Regions from separate parts of the Hordeum vulgare genome. Here region 1 is linked to region 2. Evidence: chromatin contacts called from public Hi-C data. All regions are on one chromosome and are shown on one strand. The core of a region is the stretch at or near the end of the contact, and the rest is flanking DNA. Distances in the headings are between cores, read along the strand shown. Region 1 has its middle 72 kb from the start of LOC123429586. Region 2 holds the start of LOC123425033 (bZIP transcription factor 60-like).

Region 1 (5,808 bases), core at 1,178-3,677, 330 kb after region 2:
AAAGAATGGGAGAACGATGATCGTGGTGAGTGTCCCACGGGAGTACTACGGCCGCCCCGAAGAAATCCATATCGACTCTTATGAACTCTTCCAGATGTACAATGGCGACGCCCTCGACAAATCGCTTATGAGTTGCTATTGTCTGTAAGTTTTTCAATTCGTTGTCTACATATAACTTGTTTAGTTATTTCAATTCATTGTCTATATATAACTTGTACTCTATTATGCAGAATGAAGATTCTGGATTGTAAAAGTAGGAACATCCTAAATATTGGGTTTATTGACCCAGATAAAATACATATAGCGACGCTAACTGATAAACCCAAGGAGACGGAGGAAAACCTTCTATGGTTTCTAACAGATCAAAATTTCTGTGACCACATACTGTTTCCATACAACTTCAGGTGAGGGTCTTTACTCTGTTGTGTCCATTCACTTATAAGTGTAATTGATAAGTTACTGACACACACACACATATATATGCAGCTTCCATTGGATTCTGTTGGACATTCAAATTGATAAGGGAAGAGTTGATGCCTTCGACCCATTATCGATACCCTTGGAACAGTTCCAAAGCCTGCAAGACATGCTCCAATGGTAATTTCAATCATTCTTAAGCTCTATTGGTCTCTTTCGATGATTTTCTGATATATCAATTAATGAAAAACTTAGCAAATCATTATCCTTGTCGGGCAGGGTTTGGAAGCGGTTCAAGTGCGTGACTCCCGGTATCGAGCCTGAGAAGCTGACCTTTAGAGCGGCTCAGGTAAGTAGTAGTATGATATACTTCTATTTTCAATACATTTATGATGCTAGATTATTATTTTGATTATATATATTCTATTCTCGTAAAGTGCGACCAGCAGCCACGGGGAACGCATCTATGCGGATACTATGTTTGTGAGACCATTCGCACGTTTACCTCTGAGCACAAGGATCACAGATTCGACGTAAGCAATGAACATTCGCACCTCTATTTTTACCCGTCATTCTTTGTTATCATGATTGATATTCATATTCATCTCCTCTTCTTATATAGTACACGGCCATGAGGACGAAGGTCCTACCAGAGCAACGCGTGATTGCTGTTGCAGAGGAGCTTGCGACCTTTCTGAGGACGGAAGCTATAGATGACAAAGGACGATTTAGTGTAGCTAGGGGCCATTACTGATGTTCGTCCATGTAATCGAATAGACGGGCTCTAGTCCCGATAATTCAGATCTCCATATAATTGTATATATATGCTCGCTTGTAAGATAAGTTAATATTATATATATGCATAATTATTTCTATTTAAATTATATGAAAACTAATTCCCGAACACCAAACCAGGCATCACGTTAATCTCCCGAACACCTAAACCCTAAAACCCTAAAACCCAAAAATAATTTCATTCAAAAAAAACCCAAAAATAAATAAAATCTAAAACTCTTTAGTCTCGGTCCGTGTAACCAACCGGGACTAAAGGGCCTGCCCCTGGGGCGCTACGAGGCGCCCACGTGGAGCACCTTTAGTCCGGGCTTGGAACAGGACCGGGACTAAAGGTTAGGCCTTTAGTCCCGCCCCTTTAGTCCCGGTTGGTGAACCGGGACTAAAGCCCCTTACAGACTGGGGGTAAAGGCCCCGTCCCCACTAGTGCACCCTATCCAAAACGGTGGTGGTAAGGGCATGGTGATGCTTTCATGGGTGTCGGTTGCGAGTCCATATTCGTGAGTCCAGGCGTCCAACAAACTGATTTTCGAAGGATAAACCTGGATCGAGGATTAACAGGTCCATCCGTTATTAATGAGTTTGCTATGTGGAGAAGATGAAGAAGACCGTGCAAAATCAATCGACGCACTGGGAATGGGGGAGTAATTGGGGAGACGACAGAATGTGGCGCCACCTGGAGATCAGATTTTCCTTTGCAGAAAACAATGGCGCTAAGGGCATCTCCAACAGTTTGTTGGTTAGCTTGTTGGTAAAATATGTCATGTCATCAGCCAACACCTTAACATACAACTACTCCAATGGATTGTATCTAGTTTGCCTAATAAGATGTAAGGTAATAAATAAGGTGCTCTCTCATTCTATATTGGAGCTTGTGCAAGGGTGTTGGTTAATTTACATACAACCTTGTTCTCTTTCTTTATTTATGACATGACACATCATAAAAAATCCTATCTGTCAAAATTACCAACAATTATCTTACAACCATTGAAGATGCCCTAAGTGGGCTTTTCTGACATATATAGTAGATGTACCAATATGGAGGCCACACATGAAGGAAAAAGGAGTCAACTATCTAGCCCACAACCTGGGTGCACCAGCCCAAGTCAGAAATTGAAGCGTATTTTTTTGGACTGAATCGAAGCATACTTGCACAGCCCAACTCAGAGGCAGGTAGCAAGCGGGGCGACTGGAAAGAACGAATCGGTATGTTCCACTAAGCGGTGGCAGCTCTTAGTAATTTCTTTGAACTTTGATCAACGGCTCCAGACTCTTGATCTGTACGGCATCAATGGTTGTAACAATTGGAGTGATGTGGCCTCCTGAGAAGGCAGGAAAATTATCTAGTGGGGTGTTCCTATTTAGATATAGAAGATGTATTTTTAGTCCATAATATTGTTGTGGCAAAAAAGTTGATGACAAAAAACAAGTATTGTGTAAAAAATGCACTATGACCACACCCTACCGCTCACGGCCGTGACGGTAGGATATCACAGCCTACCGCCGCAGGTCGTGACGGTAGGATGCGCAACCGTACCGAGAACTTATGTGATTCCAGAGGGGTCAGTGCGCAGAACTGTGAATGCACAGACCTACCACCGTAACTCATGGCGGTAGGTTACAACACTGTACCATCGCAGGTCATGGCGATAGGTTAGTGCCACGTCAGCACCAGGACCGTTAAGTAAACGGCTATTGTCGTTAGCCTACCATCGGAGGCACTGAAGGTAGGCTACACAACCCTACCGTCGAGCCCCCTCGCAGTAGAAAAAGGATTAGATTTTTTTTCCGAATCGGGGTTAGATCTCAAGAAACTTTTTTAAAAGGGTCAAAACATAAAATTTGGCCCCACATACACCTGATTTGCAATTGCACGCAATGACGATTCAGTCTAGAGAAAAGTCCAATGCAAGAGGAAAAGCTTCACAGCAGGATAGAAACACCCATCAGATGGGGAGCTCACACATAACACCCTAGCCTAGCCAAACAAAAAGGCGACGGGGACATGTTGCTCAGGTTGCTCCCTTTTGGGGAACCCTATTCAGCTTCCTCCGTGTCGTGGAAACGAACTAGAACTCGCACATCGTTGCTTTTGGACCGACCCATCAGCATGAATCACTAGCTCGCTTACTACCGGTCGCTTGACTTGCTTGCTCACTCGGGGAAGTATGGTAAACCTGTTGATCAACTACCCATTGATTTTTCTAGAATAAAAAACATCTAAGAAACTTTAAATTGGAAATGTTCACCTTTTTCTAAATAAACGGGACATAAGAAAACTCGCGGTTTTTAGAAAAAGATAGTGAATTTTAAAAAGTTTCATGAAGTTTGAAAATGTTGGTGAATTTTCAACATGTTCATTGCTTTGAAGAAAAATTGCAAATTAAAAAAATATGAGAATTTTATAACAAATGTTGGGATGGAAAAAAGTTTGCAAGTTGAAAAAAGTTATAATTTTGAAAGTTATTCATGAATTTGAAAAACAAATCATGAGTAGGAAAATTATTATTAATTTTAAAATATAAACATATTTAAACAAATATCTGGAAATCACACAAACCGAATGGAAGCTTTTAGAACCTTCCCAAAATCAGTTGGTGTGAAAGGCCGTTCATGTAAAGATTAACGTATAGCGTTACATTTGCCGATCCATTGCAGTATGAGGGGTGTGCGCCATTTGCAATTAATTCTATGAGTGGTGCAGAGGGCATCAAATAGGGATTCAGGTTGCTTCGCTCCATCAATGGGTGAACTTTCAACCGTTTAACGGGCCAGTGGTTGACTAATCAACCATTGACCATTTGACTTTCGTAAAAAATAGATCTTATTCATAATAATAAAACACAAATAGGAAACATCGGGATTTGATTTTTTTTTTCAAAAATTTGCAAATTTTTTACAAAATATGAATAAGTTCAATTTTTGGGAACAAAATAATTTATTTGAAAAGAAATATCACGGGCTTGCAAAAAGTTCGTCTATTTTTAGGAATTTGAGAAAGTTTGTTAATTTGAATAAAAATGTGGATTTAAATATAATCATGCATTTAAAAAAACATGGATTTGTGAAAAGTTCACGGGTCTTGTAAACAGCTTCCCGAGTGTGAAGAAGTTCACCAACTCATTCTTTTGCAAACTCAAAAATTTTTCATGAATTCACAAAAAGATTGCGAATTTTAAAAAGTTCCTCAAATTTTCAAAACTTCATATATTTTATAAATTTTACAAATTTAAAAATTCAAGAATGGAAATATTTTGTTGGTTTGATAAAATTTAATGCAGTTGGGAAAAAACAATTCATGAAACAAAAAAACAAAAACAAGAAAAAAAAGAAAAAGAAAAAAAGAAAAAGAAAAAAATGAAAAACAAACAGAAAAAATCACATGCTTCTAGAAGCTCTTGAAACCGACTAGAAACTTCTATAGGATTCACAAAACGCTTGGGAAGCATTCCTAAAAACAAAGCAGTGACTCTCTATATAAGCCTGCCCATTATGTACGACTAGCGTGCGCTGTTTTGCGAATGGAACTTAAACCATCGCTTGAAACGCCAAATGACGTTTGGAGAGCACATGATTGATCGGTAAGTTAGAGAGATAAAGGAAACGCCTAAAAGGACCTTGAGGAAGTTATGCAAGAACCTATGCGTGATGCGACATAAATTATGAAAAAAGAATTGGCCAAGCTTGTTGGATAACTTTTGGAATTAGAAGATAGCTAAGGTGCCCACACATGTCACCACTGATATGAATTATATGTTGTTATCTCGTTGCTCCTCGAAGGATGTGAAAATTAGTCATTAATAGTATTAAGGATCTCAAGGAACCGGGGCTAGATGGACTATATGCGAGTTGGTATTAACTAGGTTATGCATTGTGTTAGCTTGGTTCACTAGTAGAAAACTGAGCTATAGTCCCGGTTGGTAAGGGGCTTTAGTTCCGGATCATCTATCGGGACTAATAACTTGGGATTAAAGCCACCCTTCCTTTTGTCCCACTTTGTCATAACCCGGGACTAATTCCTTTCTACGTAGTTAGTAGCGTGCGTCGGGGGGCGAGGACCTTTAGTCCCGGTTGCTAAGAGCAACCGGGATTGAGGCTTTGGGGGTTTTGAGTTTTATTGCTTATTTTTTGCCTTTTCATTTTCTATTTTCCATTTAATTCTTTTTCATTTAGAACATACATTACACTACTACATACCGTACACGTTATGCATATATCATAAGATTTCTTGTAGGACCAATCACATATCATAGAATTTCTCATACACCCATGCATATATACACACATATATGCAATTTGGTATATACAATTTCTCCTACAACTTGAAGATCAATTACATGCGTGCATTAATTGGTATAGTGGTATTCTCCTTTCGAATCTATGACCTGATCAAGCAAAAATCCCGAAATTTGCTCTTGTATGTCTCGTATGAGTTCCTTTGATAGGAGATTCTGTCGCATCTCCTACATCTTTAAGGAAGATGATCAATATGAATATATTAGTTGTATGTGTATATACTAGACCATGATAAAAAATTGTGAATAGTATTTACATACCCAAAGAGTATATGCATCTTTGCTCCGTTCGGTCATAAAGCGA
Region 2 (5,737 bases), core at 120-2,619:
AAGCCATCAGTTTATTTTTTATTGCTTTAGCAGATTCCATGACTTCTCCAGAATTCAACTGAGCCACATGGCCAGGAATTGCCAGACTAGTGTCTTCTTGTCCTTGGTTACATGAACTCTTCCCATCAGAGTGACACATGCGTGAAGAAGCTTTCTCACTCGCAACAACAGACTGGATAACCAGATTTCCATTGATCTTCACATGCTTCCCATTCCTCGGAATATACAACAACACCGGAAGCGTCTGACTTGAATTATGTGGCAACTCCGAATCAACACCTTCCGAGACACTATCTCGAGGCCCATCAACAGCCAGAACCCTCCCATGACGTGATTGTGATGGACCAAGCACAATTCCTTCTCGAGAATCAACTGCACCATACATCCGATTTACCGCAGGAACCAAACACCCACAGAGCATCATCAGGAACAGCAACCCAAGAAGACTGACACTGGCAACCTTCTTGGTCTTCCTAGACTTCTTGGCCGGTGGCTCTGCGGCAGCCGACGCAGGCTGCTTGGTTTTCAGCCGAGGTATCGGCATGAGCGGCACTTGGGAGCCGCGCGCTCCCATCGCATAAGCCGGGTGCATCCATGGCGGCGGCAAAGGGTACAATCCCGGGTACATGGGCAACGGCGGCGGGACGCCTGCGCCACCGGCACCGGCCAGTTGCTGCTTGAGAGCGGCGTTCTCGGCGGTGACGCAGGAGATCCTGGTGGAGAGGTCGGCGATGGTGGCCTGCATGGCCTTGACCTTGCCCTCCAGCTCCTCCACGTACTGCTTCTTCCTCTGCCGCGACAGGTGCGCGCTCTCCCGGTTCCGCACCAGCCGCGCACGCCGCTTGACGTCCTCACCCTCAACTCCATCCCTAGCCTTGCCGTCGCTCCCAGCGCTCGCGCTCCTCGAAGACGTCTCCGAGGACTCGTCGTTCTTCAGGCCGCCGTCCGCTCCGCCACCGGAGCCGGAGGAGGAGTCCCCGCCCCCGCCCCCGCCCGGCGACCCGGCCGAGGACGATGACGTGGCGAGCGGCGGCGGGGACGAGGGGAGCTGCACGTCGTCGGTGGGGAGGAGGTCGAGGTCGAGGTCGAAGTCGAAGTCTATGTCCAGATCGTCGAGGTTGAAGCCATCCAGCCCGAAGGCGTCGTCCCCGACCCCGCCGGGGCCGTGCGGGAACTCCGGCAGGTCGTCGGGGAAGGGTAGGTCCGCGAAGGGGGATGCCTCCGCGATGGCCATGGCGCGAGGTCCGGTCACGGCGAGCGCATGCGCCGTCTGTCGGGGTTCGAGATCTCACGCGGCGCCGGTCGCCGTAGCGTGCAGGGTTTGCGATGTGGGGTGGATGGAAAGGCAGGACTAAAGTTGGGGGATTCGGTCCGAGTCGCTGGTCGCCTCTTTGGCGCCGTGGAGACGAACCGGGCCCGCGTGGGGGCGGTGACCGGTGAGGGCAAGGTCAGATGCGTCTGGAACGTTCTCCGGGCCTCCGCGATGGGCCTTACTGGGCCGGAGGTAGCCTGTTGGGCTTACACCATGACATGGGCTGGGTTCGTGATACTTTTGTACTCAGTACATTTGGGAGAGAGAGGCCCAGGTGAAGCGGCGACCAGGCAGAGGAATGGCGACGACACTGGCGGGCCGCCGCCTGCTCCTGCTGCGGCGATGCGCGGGCGGCCGGCGGCTTTTTGGGACGGCGGCGGAGGCGTCACCGGGGCCGGGCGGGGAGGAGGCGGGGGGCGAGGCGATCTACGTGAGGAAGCCGTCCTCCTCCGCGACGCGGGACGAGACCTCGGTGGCGATGCCCATGTCGTTCATGACGGGGTCCGTGGTGGGGAAGCGGTTCTACCGCGACGCCACCGTGCGCCGCGCCGACGACGGCAACGGGTGGACGGTCATGCTCGACTACCGCACCCTCAAGACGCCCGCAAAGCGCCCGCTCAAGCTGCACTCGCGCAAGCTCGCCATGGCCGTCGCCGCCGAGTGGGAGTACCAGGTTCTTAACCCCCACTGCCTCTCCTCCTCTACTCTCCTCATTGTTCTGTTGTTTGGCTGATCTCGGCTGTGATACTGTACTTCAGTTTGAGATCATTAGGGTAGGGTTCTGTGTTATGGTTTGTATGGATGCCTCATCTCTGCTCACAGCGTACTGTTGCAATTAGCAAAATGGCTCGAATGAAATGGTATGGTTAGCGGTTAGTTTGACCCCGGTCTCGCCGATTTAACTGGCACGGAGCAATAGTGAATTATGTGAGGATTTAGTGAGCATTTCATTCTATTTTACATTTCAAATCTTTTGGATCTAGGTTTTCATCATACTAGTTAGTGCACAGATGACTTGAACCTCACGACTGAATTGCTTTTAACATTCTCGTTTCTTCGCCCTTTATCGTTTCATGAGAAGTTCTAAATGACCTGAATTGTTGTTTGCCCATAAGTTTAAGGAAACGAATAAACAATACCCATACTGCAGTCCATCAGCATAGATCTGTTCCGTTTATGCATAAAAGGTAGTTCGTTGCCTTATGTGTAGAATAGCGCTTTGGAGTTGAATTTGCACCTCTGATCTCTAGAGAGGCAACATAGATTGAAAATGAAACTAAAGCAAAACCCAATATGGTGGATGAAATCGCACAATATCAGTCGCTGTGCTATAGTCTGCTGGTGTAGGTTCATTGCATTTATGCAGAATGCACAGTCCATTGCCTTCTGGGGACTATAGGGCATGTATTAGAGTTGAATTTTCGCTTCTGATCTGTACAAAGGCAAGAGAGCTTGAAAATGAACACTACCACCGTCAGTACCTACAATAAAATTAAAGCAAGACTCGATAGCTGATGTACTCTCAGTGTGTCATATCTTATACATACCCATAAATTGTATTAATACTTAATGAAAACGGGGGCCATGTCGCCCCTCTCATCGAAATAAATAAATTGTATTCATATGCTGCAGTAGCTGAACGTAAGGATACTAGATAGTACTCCCTCCGTCCCAAAATAAGTGTCTCAACTTTGTATTAGCTCTAGTACAAATTTATACTAAGTTTGAGACAGTTATTTTGGGACAGAGGGAGTACTCACTTAGTTGTGCAAATTTATGTTTTTGGATGGCTGAGTTGCTGCTTTCAAATGTTCCCCGCTGTATGACTTATAATTTACAAGTTGTCAACGTTGTTACAAGTTAAAACAACTTGCCTTTACTGGATCTGCCACCATAGAGGAATGCAGGATTATATCTGAATTAACTTCTTGCAAAAAGAAATAAAATGTATTCCTATACTTCATTCCCTAGCTTCTTGATCAATGGGCGCTGGTACTGAAAGTTCCTTATTGTCATAGGAACAAGATGGAATCAGGCCTTTTACTATGCCTCTTATGAAGCTTGCTTGTACTGCACTGGAGAGAGTTCCGTTGACACGGACGAAAATAATTGCCAATTTGATGCAAAAATTCCATCAAGATTTGGTATTTTGCCGCTCACCTGCCGATGATGAACTTACCAAAGGAGTCTATGGTAATTTGCCAAATTTTGTTGTCATAAGTTGGCGCAGTTATTGTGCTTCAACATGAATGAACTGGTTTCAGGCTACTTAGATCCATATAATTAAATTGCTGATGCTGTCTGTCATTTGTTCCTCAATACAATTTTCATGCTTCCTTATTTTTGTGTGCAGAAAAACAGAAGGAGAAAATTGACCCAATACTGGACTGGGTCAACACTGAGTTTGGGTTCAAGCCTGTTGTGTACACAAGTTTTTTAGGAGGGAAGCAGGATGAGCGGCTAGCTAAGGCTGTAGAAACCGTTCTGAAGGAGGCAAATGATTGTGAACTAGCATCTATTGATGCTATGGCTGCAGCAGCCCATTCCTTGGTAATCCCTCTCGCAATCTTCAGAGGAAGGCTGGGAATTGATGAGTCAATTGAGCTGATCAGACTTGAAGAAGATCACCAGGTGTGATATTGCAACCATTTCATTTCTTTACTTTGACCCCTTGTTTTTTTCTCTCCTTTTTTTCTGTCTTATGGTCTTTATTCTTCCATAACCCCAGGTCGATCGATGGGGCCTGGTTGAAGGAGGCCATGATGTTGATATTGCTGATCTTAAAGTCCAGATGTCATCGGCTGTTGTGTTCCTTCAACTTTCATGGCTGAAGTAAAACATTTCTTATCGATAATCTATGGAATGGTTTCTCCCTTTTTGTTGCTTGTTTCTTGAGATTGTATATCATGAAGAGCTGTGGAATAATAATTAGCCGTAGATGGTTATAAAAAAAACAAAGTAATGTTACTCAACCGCTGCTAGCGTTGAACTTTTGCTTAAATGGAGCTCAGTATATTATGTTAGTAAGGATGTATGAAAACCCAAATCCTTCTGTATTACTGCGATCTCTGGTTGTGTCGGTGAAAGTGCTATCAATGGCATACATTATTATTTTTTTGGGTGTGATGAAGAGTGCAGTAGGAGAAATTTTTTGGGAAATAAATTTTGCAATCGGCGGAAGTGATGCTATCTGTCTATTCTTGCATTGCGCAACAGCACTAACTTTTTGTGCCCATGCTGTACCAAATAACTGCCAATTTATGAATGTAAAACACCATAGCACATTCCATCTTCCAGTTTATTACTCACTCCGTCCCAAAATTCTTGTCTTTGATTTGTTTAGATATGAATTTATCTAGTCATGTGTTAGTATTTAGATACATTCAATTTTTAGACAAACGGAAGACAAGAATTTTAGTACGGAGGGAGTATATAAGATGTAATAGTAGTAATAAATGGTTGATGTGAACTGAAAACTGAAATGCGTGTGAAGTCTGATAACCCCATGCTGCGGCTGGTGTGCCATAGCTTTCAGCTTGTCCGGAAGGTGTGTACTGTGTACACAATAGTTGAAAAAAAAAAAAACGCCGGTAGCCGGTGCAACAGCCGCCCCTGATGCACGCGGCTGGCTGGTTATTCGGAGGCAGCAACGACTTTACACAATAGTTGAATAACCCCAGGTCGATCGATGGGGCCTGGTTGAAGGAGGCCGTGATGCTGATATTGCCGATCTTAAAGTCCAGATTTCATCGGCTGTTGTGTTTCTTCAACTTTCATGTCTGAAGTAGAACATTTCGGTCGATAATCTACGGAATGGTTTCCCCCTTTTTGTTGTTTGTTCTTTGAGCTTGTAATCACGAAGAGTTGTACTATCTTCGTTCCGGTGTATAAGTCATTCGTATAGTTTTAGGTAGTCGATTTAATGAATTAAATATATGTTATTTTTTTCGAAAAGAAGGCTTAGCCCCGGCCTCTGCATCAATTGATGCATGCAGTCATATATTAATCCAAATCAATTCTTCACATAGTACAAATACGATAAAAGCAACAAAGTACGAAAATAAAAGATACAAGGCGAACTTCGCGTCCAAGCCGGAGATGACTAAAAGATCTAGATGCTTAAACACCTACCCTATTAATATGCCGTCATCCAAACCGGTTAAAGATACCCTGTGCTATCATCTCTCAACGGACACACCAGTAACCATAGCCTCCCTGGCTGCCACAGGAGTGAGTAACGACCATGTGTGGATCAGTGCGGTAGTTTTAAAGATAACCTACAAAGAGTGAATATCACGTAGTCTGTTAAAAACCAAATCATTTCTGCAATTCCATATAACCCATAAAAGAGCACATGCTCCGACACGAATATGTTTGGCCAAATGAACCTCAACTCCCTGTAACCACGTTTCAAATAACGAGTTC

The links. Hi-C and Micro-C count contacts between places; a contact is called where the count stands out from the background.
Region 1: a contact with region 2 is called in a Hi-C map of seedling, with 2.8 times the contacts expected there. The contact joins the enhancer-like site here to the promoter of LOC123425033 in region 2. A contact is called at or near these places in 1 of 6 Hi-C or Micro-C datasets (seedling) and 1 of 1 datasets of contacts at active chromatin or transcription factors (embryo).

What each region holds. Positions count from the first base shown.
Region 1 is chr2H:66,654,259-66,660,066 of MorexV3_pseudomolecules_assembly, forward strand. No RefSeq gene overlaps it. Among protein-coding and RNA genes, the nearest start is that of LOC123429586, 72 kb to the left of the region's middle. Within about 2 kb of position 2,428, at least 3 of the 3 cell types and tissues checked have open chromatin away from gene starts, as enhancers often do. A contact at or near this core is called in seedling, where this site is marked.
Region 2 is chr2H:66,327,648-66,333,384 of MorexV3_pseudomolecules_assembly, forward strand. LOC123425033 (bZIP transcription factor 60-like) reads right to left here and starts at 1,370. Exons shown (of 2, transcript XM_045108705.1): 1 at 1-1,370. The coding sequence starts at 1,234. LOC123425034 (ATP synthase mitochondrial F1 complex assembly factor 2) reads left to right here and starts at 1,601. Exons shown (of 4, transcript XM_045108706.1): 1 at 1,601-1,985; 2 at 3,331-3,505; 3 at 3,666-3,943; 4 at 4,041-4,358. The coding sequence starts at 1,611. The coding sequence ends at 4,148.